Regions from separate parts of the Mus musculus genome. Here region 1 is linked to region 2. Evidence: chromatin contacts called from public Micro-C data. All regions are on one chromosome and are shown on one strand. Each heading gives the region's core, a stretch centred on a gene start, on an enhancer-like site or on the middle of the called end of the contact. The rest is flanking DNA. Distances are from core to core; before and after follow the strand shown.

The links. Hi-C and Micro-C count contacts between places; a contact is called where the count stands out from the background.
Region 1: a contact with region 2 is called in a Micro-C map of embryonic stem cells, with 7 times the contacts expected there. The contact joins the promoter of E2f7 here to the promoter of Osbpl8 in region 2. A contact is called at or near these places in 1 of 39 promoter capture datasets (neural stem cells), 5 of 484 Hi-C or Micro-C datasets (CD4 T cells and embryonic stem cells), 7 of 115 datasets of contacts at active chromatin or transcription factors (effector CD8 T cells, embryonic stem cells, extraembryonic endoderm stem cells and 3 more) and 2 of 9 other capture datasets (adipose tissue and embryonic stem cells).

Annotation. Positions count from the first base shown.
Region 1 is chr10:110,740,047-110,746,709 of GRCm38.p6, forward strand. E2f7 (E2F transcription factor 7) reads left to right here and starts at 5,393. Exons shown (of 13, transcript NM_178609.5): 1 at 5,393-5,633; 2 at 6,286-6,378. The coding sequence starts at 6,286.
Region 2 is chr10:111,163,075-111,169,449 of GRCm38.p6, forward strand. Osbpl8 (oxysterol binding protein-like 8) reads left to right here and starts at 1,728. Exons shown (of 24, transcript NM_175489.3): 1 at 1,728-2,122.

The DNA of each region.
Region 1 (6,663 bases), core at 4,143-6,642, 420 kb before region 2:
CTCCCAACACCATGAGCAGTCTTGCAGAGTCTAAGACGCTCGATGTAAAGAAATGCCATGTACACACACCATTCTGACCCTCATCCCGTAACCACCCAACTCCAAAGTCATCCAGTCTAGATCTCGGGGTTTTCAGCACAATCTCCTCCCATCCCTCTGAGTACACAGCGACACACATAGATGCACACAGAATCACACCCAGTATCTTTCCACATACTGAGAGTGCAACTCCTATTTCTAAGAAAACTGGCCCTGCTCCGTTGTGCTAATGGTTCTGGGAGTCTGTGGATGACAACAAATGAATTCCTCTGTTCCCTATGGGACAGGCACTCACAGTTTGGGCACCTCCCTTGGAACAGCTGGACATCTAGATGTCATGAGAGTCATCCTTCACTGTTATTTTCTTTGTACTGTCAGGAACTAGTCAGGGACTCATGGCCCCTGTTTTGCTCAGAATCTGTCAAAAACAAATGTTTACCTTCTCTGACCTGCTTCTAGTTACAGAAGCTAAGGCACCAAGTTCTTGGGTCTATGAATGGCTGATGATAAGGGTCTTTTTTTTTTTTTTAAGACAGGTTTTCACTATGTAGCCCAGCAAACCTGGAACTTACTGTGTTAATCAGGCTTGCCTCTGCCTTCCAAGTCCTAGGATTAAGGACATGAGGTAACATGCCCAGCTCAGAGGCCATTCGAAACAGCAACTCTCAATTTAAGAGAAACAATTTGCCTGGTCTGGTGATAAAGGTCTGTAACTCAGCTGCCACAGAGGCTGAAAGAGAAAGGCCACCATTTCAAGAAACCAGGGATATAGAGTGAGTTCTTGTTCAACTTAGCAAGATCCTGTCCCAAAATTAAAATGGAGAAATGGCTCTGCAACTAGGAATGCTGGCTACACTTCTAAAGGACCCAAGTTCAATCCCAGCCCCCACACGGTAGCTCATAACCACCTGGAACCAGCAAGTCTGACTGATGCCTCTTCTAGACTCTGCAGGCATCAGGCACACAAGTGGTGCAGAAATATACATACAAGCAAAAACACTCTTACACATAAAATAAAATAAATAGTAAACGAATATTAAATGTCAGAAATGAAAGGTTGGTGATAGAGCTCTGTAGTGGCGTATTTGTTCAGCTCGAACAAAAAGCTAGCTCCTTTCACACTGCTCTATCTAGTACAGGGGATTAAACCCACAACCACTCAACTCCAGTCATCCAGGCTAGATCTAGGGGGTTTCAGTACAATCTCCTCCATCCATCCTTCAATGAGTACACAGCAGCACACATAGATGCACATACAAACACACCAAGTGTCTTCCACTATCACAATCTGGCTATTATTCAGTTCCATTAAGTTAGGCTTGCGAACTGGCAGGATGCAAAGCCAATTCCCTCTGTTACCTGAAACCTGCAACTGTACGTTGGAGCAGAGATGTCACATTAAGAGCAATTGATTCCCATTGCTCACGGTAGTGAAAGAAGAGAAAAATATCATACATTGACTGGACCACCCCGGCCATCTTGCTCTAGAGTTGACTCTCGTGAATTTTATTTCACTATAGTGTATTCTTTCCATATAATGTGATTTAATACTGTGTCTCTGGAAATCTTGGTGTTCAGAATCCCGAAGGAAACAAAACAAAAGCAAACAACCCAGCAAAACCCAAAAATGGTAAGTTTTCAGGTTTGGGGAGAATGCAGTGGTTCTCAACCTGTGGGTTGAACAACTGTTCTACAGAGATCACCTAAGACCATTGGGAAATACAGATACTTACATTATGATTCATAACAATAGCAAATAGTACATCACAGAGTAGCAATGAAAATAACTCTATGTTTGGGGGTCAGCACAAATGAGGAACTGTATTAACGGGGTGCAGCATTAGGAAGGTCGGGAAGCCCTGGAATAGACTACATTGCATGAGGGAGGAATGTTGGGCATCGTCTGGAGCAATTCTTCTATGCACAGCTCTTGCAGCCCTCCTGCCTCTCACAACTCTCCTCACCCATCAAAGGCTTTTTCATTCACAACCACAACTCTTTCATCCTTGGAACAGAGAGACCTCCAAACCTCTGCATCTGCTTCAGAGCACATCGGCCTAACCCTAGATCTCACTGATAGGATCGTGGGTCCTCTGCTGAGCCACAGACTCAGAAGAACCCACAGGAACCAACGAGGAAACACATACATCTGGCACGATTCGAAACCCAAGCACTGGGCGTTTTAAAAAGCTCAGTACTCAACACAAGATCCAGCGGACAGGGAATACTTAGGTGTGGGGCTCAAGTACTGAAATGTTCAAGCACCTCCTGAAATAGATGCTAAAGCACACACAAGGTTGAAAACTACAAGCTCGAGATAGCACATCATGGCTATTTGGGGACTGATGCTAAAATTCGTGATTGTAGGACACTCTAGTCCGTGACTTTTCAAAGGGCATGAAATCTGATGTGGCAGTTTTTTATCCAGACGATAACTTTCTGACAGGAAATCGGATGTGTCTGCTTCTAAAGTGGTCCCAGGTTCTCCTGGTGAGAGGTAAGAGTGTGTATCTTCTCTCCTGGAATATGGATGAACTTTGGCCCACTGCATCTGAAAAGGAATTGATGGTCTCCTCCTTCTTAGGCTTATGATAGGCTATCCACTTTACCAGCTGAGACTCATTTTAGAGCCCCAAGGGCACCCAACAGAGACGTCCGACTTCCTGGAGCTCCCACGCTTCAGGGGAGATCAGGAGATCAGGACCCACGCAGAAGCTAAACGCAGGGGCTGCCACAGCTATTTCCCATCTGGTCATCCAAGACACTGGTAGGGTGAGAATTCTCAAACTTAAAAGGATCCACTTAGTAACTGTTAGAACACTATCGCTCTGAGCACGTCAATCAAACTATAACGTTTCCAATTGTTCTCCAGACTTAAGGTCATTCTTACTTAAACGTACAAATCTAAAATTACGTATCCAGTTCTTCTTAACTCAAAAGATGCCACACTTGAATGGAAACTGATAGAAAAATAAAATAAAAAAAAAGGTCATTGACACGAAACTGTAATCTCAATGAAAGAAGCACATAGTTTTGAAATGTCAGAGAAATGAATGGACTTTGTTGCTTTAATTTGGGTGTATGGGTTTTGAATGGTACCTCCTGAAGATGTCTATCCATGTAATACACTCTGAAACCCATGGGCATGATCATATTTAGATGACTTTCTAAATTTATATAGTAAATATAAGTATTTGTATAATATTTATATATGTTATATGTATAAACTTCTGTGGGTTTTTTTTTTTTAAGACAGTCATTTTGTGGTAAATCTATTGTAGCAGCCACAGAAAACCACCACAGTCATAAGTCATGCATCTCTTCATCTAAATTCTCTGGATCTGCGTGATGAAAAAAAAAAAAGTAAGTTTCAGTTTTTCTCTTTTCATGTCCCTATGGTTCTCTAACCATTTAGAAGATAGATTTTAGTTCCAATTTTTCTTTTGGTGTGTGTGTGTGTGTGTGTGTGTGTGTGTGTGTGTGAGAGAGAGAGAGAGAGAGAGAGAGAGAGAGAGAGAGACATGTAATTGCCAATGTGAAGACCAGAGCAGATGCTAGATGTCTTTTTTCAATAGCTCTACACATTATATTTACTCATCAGTTCATTAACTCATTCCTTTGAAATAGGGACTGTCACTGACCTAGGATAGCTTGACTGGCCAATGACCTTCTCGAAGCAGTGGGTCTCCGCAGCCTGGGTTACAGACTACCTCACCCCCAGCTTTGAAAATGGGTGCTGGGAATCCCAACTCCGTCCTCCTGCTTGTTGAGCAAGCACTTTACTGATTAAGCCATCTCTCCAACCCCATACCTCTGGTTTTTGACACGGGGGTCTTTCCTTTATCTGGAGCTTATTAAACAGGCTAGTCCGCAAGCCCCAGGGATCGGTCTGTGCCTGCTGGTGCTGCAAGCACAGGCACCTCCACACCAGCATGGGCACCAGAGGTCCAACTCTGATCCTTCAAGCACTTTATTGGCTGAGCTATCCCTATAGTCTTCAAATTGTTATTTGCCATAGACATACTTTTTTTTTAAGCTACTATTGTTTATTTGTTCATGCGGATTGTTTTACATGCGTTCTGGTCTTTTCTAAGGTATAGTCCGGTAGCCATTTTCAGGCTGAATGTACCAGCAGACTGGAGTAAAAACCGAAGGACTTGAGTAAATATTTTGAATTCTTCTGATGGCTCATTGTACATTTTTGAGAGCTGAGAGGTGAAGGGTGGGGCCTTTGCACGGAACGGCTAAGACGGGGTAATGAGAATGATAGTTTTGCGTTGAAGTGGGGAAATACTCGTGGGCATGTGTTAAAGAGGCCGTTATAAATCCCAGCTGAGGGCACCCTACAAAATAACAGTACTCGGGGAAAATCTGGGGATCAACCCAAGAAACTGAACCAGGAGCTTAGGAGAGATGAACAAAAGCGATGTCCTCCAACAGGAAATAAAAAAGCATTTGGTAAAAAGAAAACCTGAATAAATAGTGACTTAAACAAGTGCTTTGTACTTACATAAGTGGCTGAAACTGGGTACTAGATGTGAGTGAACTCTTTTAAAGTATCTTTTCAGTTTTTTGTGCAAATCCAAAACGGTTCTAAACAAGAGTTTCTCAAGAGGGGCCTAAAATAGCAGTCTTTCCTTAGGTTCATATTTTAAATAAGAATCCGAAGGAAGTGAAAGGTCTAATAGAAATCAGTAATATTCCAGAGATATTCTTGACTGTTCCCCCATCCCCCAAGCTAGTCCTTACTAGAAACTGTCTAATAACACATTCTCGACCATCTCTAATGCTCTGGAGAGGGAACACCAGGAAACCTTTTGCAAAACCCCCTTTGGTGCGGCTGCCGGGGTTGTTCCCAGGGCTAACGGGCGTGCCATCTGCTCGCAGCCCAGGTGCTAACCAGGGTTCACGTGTCACCTGGCGGCGCCGGGTGCTAGGGAGCCGCCCTGGCAGGTCCCGGCAACTCGGCTCCCGCAGGTTGCTGGGGGCAGGGCGGCGTCCGCAGCATCCCGCGCGTGCGGATCGTTTCCCCGGCTCCATCTGCTGCGCTGGGGGCCGGCGTGGGTCGGTCCCCCACAACAAAAGGGCGCCCCGCGGAGAGCGCGCCGGCCCGCGCCGCCCCGCCCCGGCTTCCCGCGTCCGCGCCCGCGTCCCCGCGGGAAACGCTCCCGCGTCACCGCCTCCAGGTACCCGGAAGGGGGAGGGGGCGAGGCGACAACAATCCGGCGGGCGGGCGAAGGGGAGGAAAGGCGCGGCGCCGAGCGCCAAGACAGCGAGGGGCGGGGCTTCGGGCCGTGCCGCCGCGCCATTGGTCGGCACCGCCCCGCCGGCCGCCGCGCATTGGTGAATGCTCAAATTCAGTCTCAAGGCGCCAGAGGAGGTGTTTTAGCGGGGACCGCGATCCAGGGCTGGAGCTTGGCTTAGGCGGGTAGGAGACGCTGTCGCTACGCGGACACCGCGGGTGGAGCGGAGGATCTGCGAGCCTTGCCCTGCCCTGCCCATGTCGCCAGCCGGCCGCTGAGATCTACACGCTCTGCCCGCTCACGCGTGCGGCTGCGGACGTCCCCGGAGAGACCCTCCATCGCGCAGCGACAGTAAGGAAGCGTGCGGCCCCCTCGGATGGGGAGGCGGGAATGCGGAGACGGGTTACCCGCCGCCCTGGATGCCGTCCCACAGGCCCCGGGTCCGAGTGCCCCCTGGGGTTGTGCTGGCTGCAGCGCTAGGTGAAGGAGGCTGGTCCCCACTACCACCTACCCCCACGATTTAGGGGTCCCCTGGGAAGAGTTTCACTTGGGGTGTGCTTAGATGCCTAGGGAGGGGCTGAGCGCTTCCCGCATGGGTTGGTCTCTAGATCAGGTTTCAGTCTACCCCCTAGATCAAACCCACTCAAAGTTGAATTCCTCCCGGTTCTTTGCGCCAAAATTAACTGACCTGGGAGACCCTGTAACTTTCTTGGCATTTGCCTAACACCTTCCTTCCTTGGTAACTATTTTGCCTGTTGCTTTTCATAAAGGATTGCAGTTTTGTTCAGTTTTTTCGTCTTCCCAGATTTCCAGTGATTCCTAAGTATATTTTAAGTGTTTGTCCGTGTGAGTTTTAATGAGGAATGGAGGGTGTCTTCATTCTTGGAAAATTCCAGGAATGCTGTAGGAAGGGAAAGTTGATGTTCACAAGTGGCATTTTGTCGTTGTTGTTGTAGGGGGAAATAAATGTAAAATCATTTTCTGATATAGTTGTGTGTTCCAGATGGAGGTGAATTGTTTAACACTAAAAGACTTGATCAGCCCCAGGCAGACCAGACTAGATTTTGCCATTGAAGATGCAGAGAACGCACAAAAGGTAAGCACAAATAAATACTTTATAGTCTCCAGCATGTTTTGGATGGTGATGCCTAGCTTTCGTCTCGTATACAGCATAATTGTGATGGCCGTTATAGAGGAGTTTTTAGAGAATGGGGCCATTGCGACCTTTGTTTCGGCTCCTCTTAAGTCATTAGTGTTGGAACCAGCTTCTGAAGCCAAAGGTGCATTCTGGATGCAGTGATCAGAAGTTTGTGATGCCTAGAGATCCCAAGGGCAGTTGAATTAATGTTGGAAGAAATTAGAAAGCGTTAATTCCCTGGAA
Region 2 (6,375 bases), core at 478-2,977:
CAGCACATGGGTGCTGGGAATAGAAACCAGGACCTGCAAGAACAGGTACTCTTGACTGCCTCATCTCTCCAGCCTCCCACGAACTGATTATTGCTTGGTTTAGATATTATGCATTCTTATCTTTTAGATTATATCTCATTAAAACCCAATTCATTAAAAAATGACATTGGCTTTTGTTAGTCTGAAAAAAACAGCATTGCTTCAGATAAGTGACATTTCAATCTGCTGATAAACTGGAACGTTACCGCCATCACATAACAATGTTTCCTGCCTTGCACTGCCTCAGCACTCAGAAAGGAGAGAGCCAGGCAGCTCTCTGTGAGTTTGAGACCAGCATAGCCTACAGAAGGAGTTCCAGGACATCTAGGGTTACACAGAGAAACCCTGTCTCTTTGAAAAACAAAACAAAACAAAACAATCAAGCAAGAAAAACAAACAAAACAAGAAAACAATAAACTTCCCTTATGTTTATGTAAAATACAAATATAATTTCTTAGGTTTCTTAACAGAAGAATGTGGCAGAATCTTTCCCTCATTGGAACAGTCCTTCATGACAAAATCTAATTGTTTTTCAAATGTTAACATAGCTGCATCAAGATGTGTTTTAAAGATCAGCGGCCTGGCATTATTTAACTGAGCAGTAAATTGCTCTTTCTTTGGGCAACAAAATGGCCACGTCTGCAAATTTTTTAGAGCTGCTATGAAATACATCAGTAACAGGCAGAATCCTATGGCCTACTTAAGTATCCAAACGATCAGAATGTCATCTGATTTCCTGTCAAGAAATGTAATGGAAATTGTGTAAAGTTAAAAAAAAAATTCTTGGTTCCAGAGTAGAAGGATAAAGGAATAAGGAATTGAATTTTTATCGTAGAGAATGGCCTTGTTAGAGGCAGCTCATTCCTCCTTCTGCACTGTTAGGTCGCTTTTCTCTTCTTCTGTATTGTAACTGGCTTTCTTCCAGTGATGAGTTCTGCCCCTTTCCTCTCCACAGGATGGGGAGGGATTTCTGGGGTCATGGTTAAAAAAACAAAAAACAAAAAAAGCCAAGAGTTGAGGTACAAAACAACAACAACAACAACAAAATCCGAAGAGTTAAATTAGGCTTTCTGTTCAAATTGAGAGGTACTATCAACTTGCCACGTCGCTAAAACCGTCACCAACCTCACTGTAAAACTTCATGACTGTAAAAGCTGGCACCCAGGATTCTGAACATGACTAGGAACAATAACAAGAAAGCCTGCTAGGCTATTTTCATCCCAGCGTGACTGAAGTCTACATCTCAAACCTCCTGTGAGGCCAACAGCTAATGAGACACCACAGTGAACGTGTCATTGGAACTTAGGCAGCAGGGACTCCTGGCTGCTTCTCAAGCCCCAATTTCTCCTGGCAGCCTCCTCTGTGGGCCCGGCCAGAGGTCGGGAGGCGGGTCCTGCCCAGCGAGCACTTCAGAGACCTGCGGGTAGCCGGCCCTCCACCCCAGGGCTTCCTGAGAGGGAACCTCGAGGGCGGGGAGGGGAGCGGAGGGGAGGTGACATGACAGCTCGCCATCACCACGAGCTGCCAGCAGCTGCCTCTGCGCGCCCGCCCAGCAGAAGCTACCCGGGGACCGCCTCCTTGCGGCGTCACGTGACGGGAAGGGGGCGTGGCCCAGGCCCGGGCTGGGGGCGGGGCTGCGAGAGGGGCGGGCCTTGGGATGTGAAGGCTGGTGGCGGCTCGCGGCGCCCAGAAAGGCGGTGTCAGGGCGGATGACAGCATTCTGCTGCGACGCGCTCCCAGCTGGGCGGCGGTGGTAGCGGCAGCGGCAGCGGCAGCGGCAGCCGGGGCGGCAGCGGCGTTCGACTCGGCCACCGCCGAGAGCGGTAGCGGTAGAGAAGGAAGAGGTTCCGCCCTGGCCCGCGGGCGGAGGAGCCCGAGTTCGCTCGCCGCTCCGGGCCGAGCCCCCGCCGCGGCTCGCCTGTGCTCTCCGTCCGGGCTGGCTCTCAGTTCCCGCGGGCGACCGCAGCCGAGAGAAGTTGAGGAGGGGGGGTCCCACCGGACACTAAGGCCCCGGACTCCGGCGTCCCTGTGATCCCACGGAAGCCTGCTCCCTGCGGGCCGCCTCCTCTGGGGCTCCGCATCGGTGAGTGGCGCTCAGCCCGGTGTTGGGGAGCAGCGGAGTCGTGCCTTTTGGGGTGACTGTAGTCCCTCAGTCCTACGTTCTGAGCTCGGGCTGTGGGCACTCGTGGGTACCCCGCGCCGCGAGTTCCCCTCCTGCCTCTCCTTTGTCCCTTCTGAGAGGGAGATTGGCAGGGCTGGCGGGGGTGGCGTGTTTTTTGGGGCCCGCGGTAGGTGCGTCTGCAGCGGTACAAAGCCCAGTGGGGACCTGGGATGGGGGCGGGGGCGGCTCGGCGGCGTTCCGGGTCCCGAGTGTGTCTGCCCCTCCCGAAGTTTGACAGGGCGACGCCGGGGCTCGCCGGAAGCCCCCCGCGCAGGGGGTGAAAACCTGGCGCTTTGTCGCCCCGGGCGGTTAAGGCAAGGCTTGGGGTTTTCCTGTGACAGCCCCTGAAGAGGTTGTGCCGCTCGCAGGCGGACCGCACCCGCCTTTGCAGAGACTGTCGCGGTGTTCCTTAAACCTCAGCTCCGTTGGCCTTCTTGCCACACTGGAGAAAAGGCGGTGTCTTCGTTGCACTTTTTTTTTTTTTTTTTTTACGTTTTGTTTGCGGCTAAGCTGTGGAGAGTGTAATCAGGTTCCAGGGAGTTTCATATGGAGCATGCTTTTGCTTCATTGAGCAACCCACTCAAGACCGGCTGATGCGAAGCAACAGTAGATGCAGATTTTCCATTCACTAAAGTCATTTAACACTTCTTTGTGAGCGACATCTGCGTCGTGAAACATAACCTAATTTCATTTTAACTAAATGCCGTCTGAAATAAGTTAACTTGGGTTCGTCTCTAAACAGATGGGAACACTTATCTGACGATAGCATATCTGCTTTCAATAACTTAATGAAGTTTGTGCCTTTTTGCTGCTGGAAGACTTAAGTAACAGTAGTATTAGAATACCTTGGGTTAGCAGGGAATTCTTCAAAGTAATTTCACTGTAAACAACCTCAAATTAGTGCAGCCCCAAATTAGTGCAATTAAAGGTCTTTCAAGATAACCATTTAAAATAGTTTTTGCCTCTTGAAGAATTCCAGAGAACAATTGAGGTATAGGTAAATTGCTTGTTACGCTCTCTCTTCCCCTGGGGTTTCATCTAAATTTGATCATGCCGAGAGACTGGGATCAGTTGCTGTGCTTGCTAGAACCTGTTTTGCAGTGAGATTATTAAAATGCTGGTTTTATAAAAACAGGTTTTATAAAAGGAAGGGAAAGGCCATGCAATTTAAAATGCACTCTATTAAAAGACCAACTAATTTCTAACATGTTGCTCTTTCTTTTGGGTAGCAAGTATGTACTCTGTCTTTTGGTAGCAAGAATGACTGCAGTGTGCTTGTTCAAAGTGTTAGCAAAGGGGATAGATGAAATTTAAGACCTTCCTAAAGCTCTTTAATTATGGAGATTACGTTGTTGCGGTCAAATTCCATGTGAACAGTTTGAGCCCCAGAGATCACAGAGGTGCCTAGAAATGCTGTTTAATTAAACCTGGACATGGTTTGCTCCTTGCATTGAGTTGTGCTCATTACTGAATGTGTGGTCTGTGCAAATGGTCTGTCTGTTCATTTAGAATTGTCATTTTTATGTGTTGCTTTTCTTTTCTGAGATAGGGTTTTGCTGTGTTGCCTAGCTGGCCATGGTATTCATTATGTAGCTCCGGCATGGCAAAATCCTCCTGCCTCAGCCTCCCGACTTCCACATGTATTCCACTGTGCCTAGCTTTTGTTACATTTTTGGAGCTAAGAAATGTTTCTTAACACATTCATAAGATTTAGATATTTGGTAAAATGGTTTTTGCTTCTGAATTCACTTTGGAATTGAGAGTTAAAAATATGCTTTGGAGATACCCATGCAATCCTTTGAAAAGATGTTTTCTTTCATCTTACTTTGGAAATAGTGGTACAATTATGACTTACATAATGTGCCATTACACAAAGATGTTTGTTTTTAAAGGACAAATTGCAAGTTTTAGCTAAACATTGAGTGGTCTTAGTATATTTCAATCTGGTTTGGGTAATTACTAATCCATCAACGATCGATAACCTAGACAAGGAATTGATATTTAGATGTTTTGTAATATTATTCTTGAAAACATTTACATTATGGCAATAAGTGTCATGTTTTGATATTCTTATATCCAAAGTTGTAAACATGAATAACAGTAATCTTTGCATGCCAGACAGTCAAACAAAACAAAACAAAACAAAAACCAACAATGAATAACAATAATCTTGGGTTGTCAGGCAATCAAAAGAATGAGATAAGATCATACCTTATTCTTATAAATATGATCTGTAAATGAGCCATAAGTACAGCCTAGAGCTTCTGAGACGCTGGGTGTGGCATTTGCTGGTGATCCTGCTCTTGGGAGATAGGGAAAGGAGGGTTACCTTGAGTTTATAGCTAACCTTGAGATCCTGTAACAAAACCAAAAACCAAAAAAAAAACAAACAAACAAAAACACCCCCCCAAAAACCCAACCAACCAACCAACCAACAAACATCCAAAGGGGGGCGGGGGAGGGGGGGAATCCGGAAACCTCGGAGAACAGTTGAATGTAGGTGGCTGATGGAAAGGAGATAGAAGTTCTTAACTGCAGCATTGTGGTTGAAGTAGGTTCCCTGGGTGTGGGACCCTAGGAAAATAAGAGAGCTACTGGAAGATTTCCTGGCGGTATGTGCTAACAGGTTTTAGGCTTTTACCTTTACTGCACACTCTCACAAAAGCATGCAATCAGATAGACTCTAGAAGACACAATTATAGGGAAGAAGTCCTTAACCTGGAACTCCATCCTTCTAAGTTTACCTGTGTAGTCCTAGGTGATGTGTACTTGCCACAAAAGCAATAATGCGTTTTGTTTACCAGTCAGTGAAAACTCTCCCAGTATAGCAACCATCCATATTGTTCATCAATTACTGTATGAAGACAACAACAACAACAGCAACAAAACCCAAAAAAACAAACCTGTAGTTCCACCCATGTGACTGGAGAACAAGAGGAGTATGTGGTAGTGCCACTCAGAGTAGATACAAGTAGTGAGATGATGAAGGGAAGAAGCCCTTTAATCTGGGCACTTCCTTGGAGAAAGGGATTTTTATGGTAGGCTTTGGCGGAGGTTGTGCATTGGTATATTCAGAGCGTAGAAGACAGAGTGAACCAAAATTGGACCTGGTGATACAGGCCTGTAACTCAGCTATTTGGGAGTCTGAGATAAGGTGATCACAAGGTCAAAGCCAACTTGATCTGTAGAGTGACTTCAAGATCAGCCTGAACTTGCTGACAGGATGGCTTTGCCAGCCTCATGACCTGGTGTTTTGAGTTTGATCCGTGGTAGGAGGAGACTAGCAGCTCTTTTAAGTTGTCCTCTGATCACCATACACAGCCTCTGTGACCCATCCCCTATAAATTAATGAATAAATGCAAACTAAGAGAGAGGGCAGCCTGAGTAACTTACAGTGGAGAGCTGCCTGGAGGCAGCTTACAGTGGAGAGCTGTAAGTTAACCAACCCCACCCAGCACTTGGAGGCAAAGGCAGGTGAATCTCTGAGTTCATGGCAAAAACAAAAAGAAGACAAGAAAAAAGGAAGCTAAAAATCGTGTTGGGAATGGATGTAGCTTAAACAAAACAACCATGTTTCAGTCAGCAAAACAAACATTAAACAGCGTCACAAATAAGCACAGTTGTTTTTATCTTGTGTTACATTAGCAAGAACTTTTCTTCTCCCATCCCAGTGCTTATGCAGTCACCTCAGAGGCACATGCTTTTAATCCAAGGCAGAGGCAAGCCTGAGTTCAAGGCCAGCCTCGGCTACAGGGTTCCTGGATAGCCAGGGCTACATAGAGAAACTCTGTCTTGAAAAACCAAACAAAACACAAAGTGAAAATACAGAGTTCTTCAGTTTTTCGGAATGGCAATATTATAGTTACAGAGGGAAGTTTGAGTATATCTTAAACAAGTAATGGGCCCTTCAGCAGGTTACTAGCCTTGGCTTTCTCATTTGTAGAGTGGGACACTAACCTTACCTTACGTGGTGGTTTGGAGAATGCAATTACATGTGTTTTCATCTGCCTACCTCAATATTTAGCATGTGGAGATTTTTCAACAATTATAAAATTATGTGAAATTTTTTCTTTGCATCTAGATCTTTAAGTACTGTTTTGGTTCAGTTGTCATTAATTTGAATTTAGGGCCTTGCATATATTAGGTAAGTGCTCTGTCACTATTAGTGGACTACT